Regions from separate parts of the Anas platyrhynchos genome. Here region 1 is linked to region 2. The links are chromatin contacts, called in public Hi-C maps. All regions are on one chromosome and are shown on one strand. Each heading gives the region's core, a stretch centred on a gene start, on an enhancer-like site or on the middle of the called end of the contact. The rest is flanking DNA. Distances are from core to core; before and after follow the strand shown.

The links. A called contact is a pair of places that touch in the nucleus more often than the background predicts.
Region 1: a Hi-C map of liver shows a contact between it and region 2, with 4 times the contacts expected there. The contact joins two enhancer-like sites. A contact is called at or near these places in 3 of 8 Hi-C or Micro-C datasets (F5 follicle, liver and subcutaneous adipose tissue).

Annotation. Positions count from the first base shown.
Region 1 is chr13:17,913,625-17,918,876 of IASCAAS_PekinDuck_T2T, reverse strand. It overlaps LOC106015206 (a long non-coding RNA gene), which reads right to left. Exons shown (of 4, transcript XR_005269281.2): 4 at 1-5,252. Among named protein-coding and RNA genes, the nearest start is that of PPARG, 61 kb to the right of the region's middle. Within about 2 kb of position 2,461, at least 2 of the 8 cell types and tissues checked have an H3K27ac peak or open chromatin away from gene starts, as enhancers often do.
Region 2 is chr13:17,774,512-17,779,349 of IASCAAS_PekinDuck_T2T, reverse strand. The region is part of intron 9 of SYN2 (synapsin II); the gene reads right to left. Among named protein-coding and RNA genes, the nearest start is that of TIMP4, 47 kb to the right of the region's middle. Within about 2 kb of position 2,264, at least 1 of the 8 cell types and tissues checked has an H3K27ac peak or open chromatin away from gene starts, as enhancers often do.

The DNA.
Region 1 (5,252 bases), core at 1,212-3,711, 140 kb before region 2:
ATGATGGTATTGGGAATCCTGGGGAGCCCTCCCGCGCAAACGAGAACAACCCTCTACAATGCAGTTGGGGAAAAGACATAAGGGTAACACTAACACAAGTCACTGGAGGTGGTAGGTGTGTGTGCACGGTTCCTAGTGGGAAGTGTCACCTACGTAATATCTTGGAGAATGGAAAACAATCAGCCGAGTGGTTAATCCCAGTCAACAACGCTAGGTGGGTTTGTTTGTGAGTGGGCATAACTCCTTGTCTATCACTAAAACTCTTTAATGCGTCTCGTGATTTCTGTATACAGGTGATAATTATACCAAGGATTCTATACCACCCTGAGGATTATATGTACATCCAGACACAGTGGAAAGTCATCATCTGGAAAGACGGGAACCATTCACGGCTCTAACTTTGGCCACCCTAATAATCCTGGGAGGAGCTGGAGTGGGGACCAGGGTAGCCTCATTGGTTAAACAAAATCAAGAATTTACTTCCTTATGCATTGCTGTGGACGAGGACCTGACCCAAATTGAACAATCCATCTCGGCCCTGGAAAATCTATCAGGCCATTTTCAGAGGTAGTGTTACAAAATCGTAGGGGATTAGATTTGGTATTTTTTTACAACAGGGCGGGCTGTGTGCAGCCCTGAAAGAGGAATGCTGTGTGTATGCTGATCACACTGGAGTGGTAAGAAATACAATGGCAAGACCCAGGGAAGGGTTGAAAAAAAAAAAAAAAAAAAAAAGGAAATGGGAGAATGATGAAGCCCGACAGAGCTGGTACGAATCTTGGTTTAATTATTCACCTTGGCTTCCTACTCTATTATCAACAATAACAGGACCTTTGTTGTTCTTAATAATAGCACTAACTTTTGGACCATGTATTTTTAATAAATTGATTGCGATTGTAAAGGGACATTTAGAAGCGGCACATTTAATGCTCATACATGCCAGATACGAGCCAATAAGTACCAACGAAGGAATCGAGGAAACATTAGTTCTTAGTAGCCAGGCATTGCCGAGATTCAATGAACAAAATGAGTAACTAAAAGAAAAAGGAGGGATTGTAATACACAATAAATGTTTGTTCATTGTCTTTTGTATTATAAAAACAAGGAGTTCTGTTTGAGGAACGGGAGTTGTGAAAACTCCCTGCTGAAGTAAGGAGCTGTATAAGGCTTGGCTAGACACTATGAAAATTCTTTTGCTTAATGTAAGAAAAAAGAGAACCCCCTCCCCTTCTCTCCTTCTGCATCTCAGTTGCCTCTTTTGTTCAGAGATACTGCTGCAAAGCTCATGTAGCCATCTCCTGATAAGTTGCTAACCTAGTGTATCAACATCCTGCCTTCCTGTCTCACGCTGGGCCAACATGACCAAATAAAAAAAGAAGTTGAACCACAACGCCGAGGAAGACTACGGCCTTCATCTTCACGACCACCAGAGGGACAGAGATGACCCCCTAGCAACAGTGCGCGCAGTTGCAGAATATACCAGGATGTGCTGCGTAATCCCGGAATTACCGAGATATAAAAAGGGACCCTGGGGGGGGTGAGGTGCGTGCCGTTGGTGGAGCCGAGACTCCCCGGCCGCCCAGCGCTGTTTTGCTTGCTGTTGCTTACTCAGTAAATTCCTTTCTATTATTAATGCAATGCTCTCTGAAAATTAATTAAGGGGGCAACTTATAACAGGTAGTAAGAAGCAAACATCCCTTTTTGTGTTTTGGATGAAATCGACACCAGTTTAGGCCTCATCAAACTCACCGTCATACACGCAGTTACAGCGCAACTACCGTTTCTTGCTCAGGGGTTACGTTGTGAGGTACCCCTGTCCAATAAAGGACCAAGACATTTTGGTTTGTGGGGGACAGACTCTCAGTAGGGAAGTCCATCTGATTTTCAGTGGGGAGATCAGTGAATGTACTGATGGAAAATTGTAAAACCACATCATTAGGATGAGGTATTTCATCTTTCATTCCCATTTTACAGACAGACTCATGAGGCACAGAGAGGGGAGTGACGGTTATAAGGCTACTCAAGAAATGTAGGGCAAAACATGAGAATACCAAGCAAGTATTCTTAGTTATTTCCTATGCAGATCTACTTTACATCCCAGCTGATGAGTGCTTATTTATCTTGAACATTGATTCACAAAGAAAACATTGAAGGTAAACCACAGAGGGCCCTGTTATATTCTTGTCTCCAAAGTACATGGCAACGCTCTGATAATTTCAGGTTCATTCTTAGAACTTTACTATTAAAATACCTGTGAGCTAAACTATTCTAGGTAACATGAAAATAAGCAAATATCAACGATAACACTTGGTTTCAAAATTCCTTGAAATTTTGTCAAATCAAGTCAGTCTTATATGTAAGTAGACCATATCTAGGATAGATATGTCTATATTCTCTCATTGTGCAGACATATTACAAAGAGACGTACATTAGAGTGAAAAGTAGACAAAACATCAGAAAACTATAGGTCAGTTGCTTTTCTCCACATCTCATTATCTTCATACAGCCTTGAGAGGGAAACCACAGTATACGCCATTCAGTCAATTAACTAAATCACACTAATTTATTCAACTGAACATGCAGAATACATATCTGTTCTTGTTTCTTTTTCTGATTATAAGTTCAGATTGTTCTTCAGCCAGAATATTTGCTATCTGAAGGACAAGCTCTCTTTAAGACGAGTCATGACAATATATTTTTTTTTTTTTTTTTTAGAATATCAGTGATTGTACAGATGCTTTCACGAATGTCTGGATTTCTCTTTTTATGATGAGACAGCAATGACAAGGCAGCAGCTAGATGACTAGGCAGTAGGTCTGAAAAGTGAACCCTGAGGATTATAGTCAATCACAAATTGGGAATGTGTCAGAAATGTCATATTGTTGTGAAAAAAGGTATTACACTGGCATTTATAAGCAGGAGTGTCATATCCAAGACATGAAGTAACTCATAGTTCTTCTGCATGAGATGGAATCTCAGCTGAAGCGTGTCTAGTTGGAAGAACTGCTTATGTAGAGCAATTGGACAGAGTCAAGAAGAGACTGATGAGAGTGACATGTGAGGAAAGACTGAAATAACTCAGTCTAGAAAATGTAAATTTGACAAAACAGGTCGTTATAGAAGGCATGACCATTAGATTACATTGCAAAATAATGTTGTACTTAGGAGAGAAGGTCAACTCCGTCTTTACCTAGGAGGATAGGATTATTTCCATTGCTGGAAATTTTAATAGCAGGCTAGACAAGCATATTTCAAGAACAGTTCAAGTAAAGTTGATCCTGCCTTGAGACAAGGGACAGTACTAAGAGGACCGAAGATCACTTTCATGGCAGTTTTCAGGATTTATCCTTTCAGGAGGTTTTCTGATCTCATTGAAGTGCCACAGAAACTGCAGTACTCTATACTGCCCTACGGAGGCTGAAAGCCCATACCTTTTGTAAAATCATCTCTCAGATTTCCATTCCTGTTTTACAGTCTTTTGGCTCAAGACTATCTTTGTGAGAATAGCCTATTTTGTGTTGTCTGTGGCTGATTCATTGCTTCTAATGTGGGGTACTCCATTACTTACTATTTCTTGATACTGAGCTTAGTTATCCTGTATCAAATTAAGGTCCAAAACCAACACCAGCTTTCTGAAAAGTCTGATATAACCCTCTTTTCCAAATTGTAATGAGAGCAACTAGACATACATTGCTTCAAATGTTAACACTCTTGCCGTTGCTGTGCAGTTTTCAGCTGTCCATTGCCTGGCTCTGAATGTCCTGTTGTTCACATTGCCATGCTCATGATTTCCTGCCAAATATCCTATCTGGGGATGCTAGTACCAGTTCATATGTGGTTGTCCCTCTGAACTAACAGTATGTCTTTCTAGGGGGAAGCTGCTAGCTTCTGTTGGTGCAGAATTTCTTAGCCACTGGTTGAGGAGTAGAACTGAAAAACAGTTACAAAGGAAAGACAGGCTCTCACTATCTGACTAATTAAACTCTTTGTGATGACATATTTGGAAATATCCTTTAAAATCATAAACATTTCCAATCATGTATTCTCAATCTTTTTGCGTGTTATTGTGTCCTTCCATAATAGCAGTCGTATTAGAGTTTGCCTAGTACCATTAGATAAAACACATTCTATTCATACAATGAGAACTCATTTAATATTATATTTACCGATATTTAACACCTAATATTAACTTATTTTCATGCTGTGAAGCTTCTACTGACAGTAAAATTAAGTTGCCATATGCAGAAGGTGCTGGAGAGTTTTGTTATCAAAGGTGGTTGTTTTCTGGATGTTTGGGGACTTTTTCAAGGGACTGGGAAGTTAATTCCCGGTGCCATCTCAGCAGAAACAAACAGGCTAGGTACTTCTTAAAGACGTATTTTACATTCTTAGGCTTATTAAAGGAAACAGAAATGTCAGTCTGTAAAAATATTTGCCTATGTAGCGTTTTCTTGCATCTTCTCAAGGAAGTTAGTCATAAAATTGTAAAAGAATGAGATGTCCTAGTAGTGTTTTTTGTTAATTTTGGACTCCATACAACTCAAAAAAACAGGTTTTTTATAGAGTTTCATGAAACTTAAGTCATGATTTGTCATTAGACTCATTTCTGTCTCTGTTTTCCACAGAATGTTCCTGTAAAGTTTTTGTATCCCATGCTAGCTGTAGTCCACAAGAAATATTTTGACACTTGCTTTTAAATAAAGCCCGTTTCTCTCTCACAAGGTGATTTGAACAGTAGTTGGAGGATGGGCTATAGTTATTTACATTAGCCAGTTCCAGTTTCCCCAGATCAACACAAATTCCCATGGAAATTCTAGTTACATTAACTTTGACAGAGATATGGGACTGTTTTGGGAAACTTAAAAAAAAAAAAAAAAGTAAAAAAAAGAAAACCAGCAAGGGAATACTTTTCATTTTTATTAATATGCAGTATCTTAATTTTGTTTATTAAAGAAATAAATTAAGGTTAGTTTCTGCTTAGTTTCAGACAGTTTTCACAGCAGACAAATAAAAGAGAAGTCGGACAAATATTGGCCAAGCATCAGCCCAGTAAGAAATCCCATAGTACCAGAAATCCCAAGGTGGACAGCAATAAAGCGAATAGCATGAGAAAAGAGAACACTAAAAATGACTATGTAGCTATCATACTCAATGGAAAATGATTTTGTATTCTCGGAGTTTAAACACACCTTGATGAGGAATTCTTAGGGCACCGTTGGATCCAGCTGATGTGCCATCCCGTCAGTATGACC
Region 2 (4,838 bases), core at 1,015-3,514:
CAGTAATTCATAGTACAGAAACTAAACTACAGTTTTCAGTATGATTTAGGACTACCTAAGTGAGGTGTGGTAACTGCTGGGGCAAGGAGCCGTTTTGGTTTTCATTTTATGGAGTACAGCTTTCACATCACATCCAAATTCCCCCAAAAAAAGACAGGATTGCTGTTGTTGATAGTAACATTATCTAGAGCTGCTTATAGAATCTCTCCTCTTCAAAGAGGATTTACTGTTTACATAGCTATTACAAAAAATACAGCTTTATTTGTGGAAGCCTCTAAGCCACATGAATACTACAAATACGCTGTAGTGATTTCTCAGCTCTGCGTATAACAATGCTTTGGTTGTATAGTGGTGTTTAGAATATTGGCTAAATTAATTATAGCCAAAGCAGAAACCCAGCTACTTATCTAGAAGATAAGTGTCTGTAGGTGTCTCTGTAGCACTTCCTTCCTTTCAACATTCACCTGAAATAGTGTCCTTAGAATTTTTGGGAGTAGAACTGCAGAAAAAGACTGTTTTTCCAAGTGTGATGTATTAAAGTTTGATCAGTGGTACTACTTCTTTTTCTGTCTTTTATATTTATATAAATGCAGATTGGATTCATATATATTTGAATTTCGAATAATCTGAAAAATGCTGAAATGGGTGGGAGCAAAAGCAGCAACTTGTCAGGGAAATAGCCCTTGGGCATGAGAGATGCTAAACTGAGTCCCAGCAAAAATTGATGTTGATTTGGCTGAGTTTGAAGATTTTGTGAATTATAGTTGGAGCATATATAGTTGTTTTTGGGTTTCATTTGGTTTTCTTTATAATGTAATACTAGAAGCTTTTCTAAGATATTTCAATATTTGAAGGGAAAGCCATATTGTTCAGGTCAGGAAATAGAGGGGTCAATTGAGAATTGCCAAAATGGAGGCTGAGTTTGATCTTATATAGGAAACAAGAATAAAAGTAAAACAAAGCAGGAGTACTAAGAAGAAGCATAACTGCAAAGCAGAGAGGTAATTTAGATCCTTTAAGCAGGCTGTCAACAGTAAATGAATGCTTGAAAAGTGACAGAGATCTAGACACTCTGTCCTCACAAGAGAGGAACATTACGCCTGTTCAAGGGGATGAATGTAAACTTACCAGATGAAGGAAGAGTCCATACCCACAAAATTTGGAAAATTGTGTCTTGCTTAGTTTAGCAAAATAGAGGCTCGAAGGCAGTATGGTTGCTTTTTGCGAATATGTTGTAGTGGTAAAGAAGTGGAAACAAGCTCAACTAAAGCATTATGTGAACCAATAAAAATGGGCAGGAAATAAGCACATAGTGTGTTACTTAGCAAAGCAAGGAGATGTTGAAGTGACATTATGATGTGGAGAATCCAAAAATAAGAAACTCCTTAGTGCCTAACCGTTCACTGTTTCATACCTTCAGTGTGCAGTGAGCATGGCAGGGATTCTCACCAGTTGCTGGTACAGACCTCATCCTGTACAGGGCGAATCTGGCATAGGTGACTTATAAATGCTTCCTTGTGTTGCTAGTGGTGCTGAACAGGACTACAAAGTTTTTGCTATTTATTCCCTGTGGAATGAGATGGGCAGTGAAACAGGCCTACTTACAGTGATGATGGAGAGATGCCCTAAGGCTCACCTTAAAAAGAAGCCACTTTCACGTTGTCTAGTACAAAGTGGCCGGCTATAGGAGAGTTGGCTCCTGCTTTGTACATTTTTTTGGGGTATCAGTGTCCAGTGTTGCCCTTCTCCACTAAGGAACTCTATATGGAAAATATACTCAGCAAAACTGATGCCAGCCTAGAATTTCTTCATGTTGAAGCTGTGATAAAGAATTAAAAAGTTTAGACCAGCTTTTATTGTTGCTCAACCAGCTTTCCAAACTACCTATGCAAAACCTGTAAAATCTTCCTCTGAATGGAACGGGAAATGACTGCTAAGAGGAGAAAACAAGCTATACAGCTTAATTTTACTTGGGTTAATATTTACAATATGCAAAAAAAATATACAATATACAAAAAAAAAAAAAAAAAAAAAAAAAAAAGAGTTTCTGAAGAAGTAGCAACACTTGTAGAAGCTAAGTGGTCCCCTCCCAGAAACAGTCAGTATTTCTAATGGACAAGGATGCAATCTGATATTATTGCAACTCTTGCTTAATGAAGCCAGATTTCAACTTCTGTTTTTGAAAAGGGAACACTGAAAGTATGCAGTTGCACAGCAGCTTTCAGGCAGTTCTTCCCAGTAGAAAAATTGCTCCCCACAGACAAGGTAGGAATGTGGGCTATGTGATAGGAGAGAGCTCCCCCTGTGTGCTAAAGCAGCTGAGACTGAAATGTGTGTGTGCACGTTTGTACCAGAGAAAGAGATAGATGGCCAGGCAAATGAAAGAGGTACAACATATTTTGAAGACTGTCCAGTTACAGGAAAGTTAAACTTCCTTTCTCAGTGTACATAGACACCTCTGGATACATAGAGGGTAAAGTACTGCTCGGGGCTTGATAGTGTCAAAATGCTATGTTGTTTTTTGAAATGGTAAGGAAGGTTTTGACCCTGGAACCCAGAGATTTTGACCTTGTTTGATGCTATGCTGTATCTGCTCCTCCAGTCTTTAAACAAAACCAAAAACAGATTTTTTATTATTATTATTATTTTTTTTTTTTTTTTTTTTTTTGTGACAAGTGATCCTTTCATGAACAGGAAGAGGTTAAGATCTGCAGAACTTCATCTGGAGATCCAACAATCCATCATTGCTGGATCAATTTAGAACTAAAGTTTGTGCTTCAAAACAGAGTAGGAAAAAAGATGGAGCTATCTCAGGGCCAGTGTTATAAACCATGGTATATTTTAATATGATTGTATCTATGTTACAGAATAGTGGAACAGGAGGTGGTTTGGGAAAGAAGTAGTCACAGAGTTAAACACTTGAGCTCTACCACAACTAAAAGCAAAGTTCAGAATCTGAACAGAACATAAGACTTGTCTGTCAGCGGTTGCATGTGCTTCTTTCCTTGCTTCTCTTGGTACAGCACAAGTACAGAGCCACAAAGATGAAGCATCAGTAGTGGTTGGTCTGAACTCTGAAAACCTTCCTGAGTCTCTGCTAGGAGCAGGGAGACACTGGGGAATGATCTATGGGCAGCTGAGGACAAACTTGCTCTACTGGCAACTATCCAGATGGAGCACTGATCGGACACTAGATTAGTGACTGAAGTGGTGAGGGGAAAAGGAGGATGCTTATGTTTTCCTATGGACAAGTCAAGAATATTTGAAAATGAGCTGCTCTGTTTTGGATTTTGCCACGATTTCTCTTTGTGCTTATCCTTGTTTAAAAATCACAGTGCTTACTTAGCACATGGTCCTTATTCAAAATAAACTGTGGTGATGACTGCTGGGGAGATGGACAAAATCCTTGAAAGTTAAACACAGAGTAAAGCCAAATGGCTTTGCTTAACAGGTTATGATTTAAAGGTCAGAGAAATCAAATAAAAAAAGTCAAGTGGAGACAGAGAATGATAACAAAAAAGGCAAACACCCACCACAGTGGGGAAAAGAAAGGAGGCCAAGGAAAACCTCCTCCCCAAAAAAGGTATTTCTATCACGTTCAGGTTAGATAAAAAAAAAAAAAAAATCAGATAGTAAAAATAGATGAACAATATGGAAAAATAAAAAATCAAAAGGATTTTATATGATAGTAATTATAGCACTAAGACCAAACAATGAGAGACTAACTTAGACTCTCCGTACTGCCTGTTTCATGGTGACAGGATCAATGTTTTCCTTCTTATTTTGAAAAGACTACATTTTGCCCTATAATGGAATGAAGATATTTGTTTTTGAAGTCTCCAAAAAATACCTGTGGGACAAGAAAGCTATTCCTCACAGAAGTCTACTAAGAACATATACAATACTTAAGAATTAAATGTTTAAATTATCCTTCAGGGTAGACACCATCAAATTTCAGAGTTCTCAGAGAGAATGTCTGCTTCTGCCAACACAATTGGTAGATTGGTAGATGATCAGAAAATCATCTGGCTGAAGATGATCAAAAAGTTAATGAAAGCATTATTTTATTGCATAGTGAAGAGAAAAAGAGTGTTGTTTTTTTTGTTTGTTTGTTTTGTTTTTGTTTTTTTTAACAGTACTTTTATATTGGTTAAAATAAGCGTGAAAAAAGTATTATCTTGTAATACTTGTTATGTTTTTCTGTTTTAGCTATCATTTTGTTGTCTTCCATAATATAAAAATGATTATCACTAAGGCTACTGCCTTATACCCTACAGAAAATTTAAGTTATCCTGATCATCCTGGACCTGATGCTTGACTCTGTCAGGTTGCCACTGGGACTTTTTTCTTTGGTTTTCTTTTCTATTGAGTATTTTTGTGAGCAACTCTTTCTGTTATCAAGCTTTGTTCAGCTTATCTGTTCAGCTTATCTGCAGGAGTCATGTATTCTTCCAGGTACTCTGCTGGCAATAAGAATTCAACAGAGAGTAGTCAGAATAAAAATAAATAAATAAATAAAAAATAATTTAAAAAATCAGGCAACATACTGAAAACTTTTATTTTATTTGTACAAATTTCTGTCGGTGTTAGCAGATCCTAAATCCTAAATCTTTAATATATGCCCCTTAGTATGTTTTCTCTTATTATCTAAATGTCACCAGAGCCTTTGAAAAAGGGCATTGTAAGGCATACTTGTTTAGTTGTTGCACACTATTTCAAAACAAACTAGGAAATATAAACACTTATTAGTGTTTTGTTTTAATTATTTTCATTTAATTGATATATTCCCAGCTAACCACCAAAAACATTTATGTAGACATCACTAGCAAATATCCAGC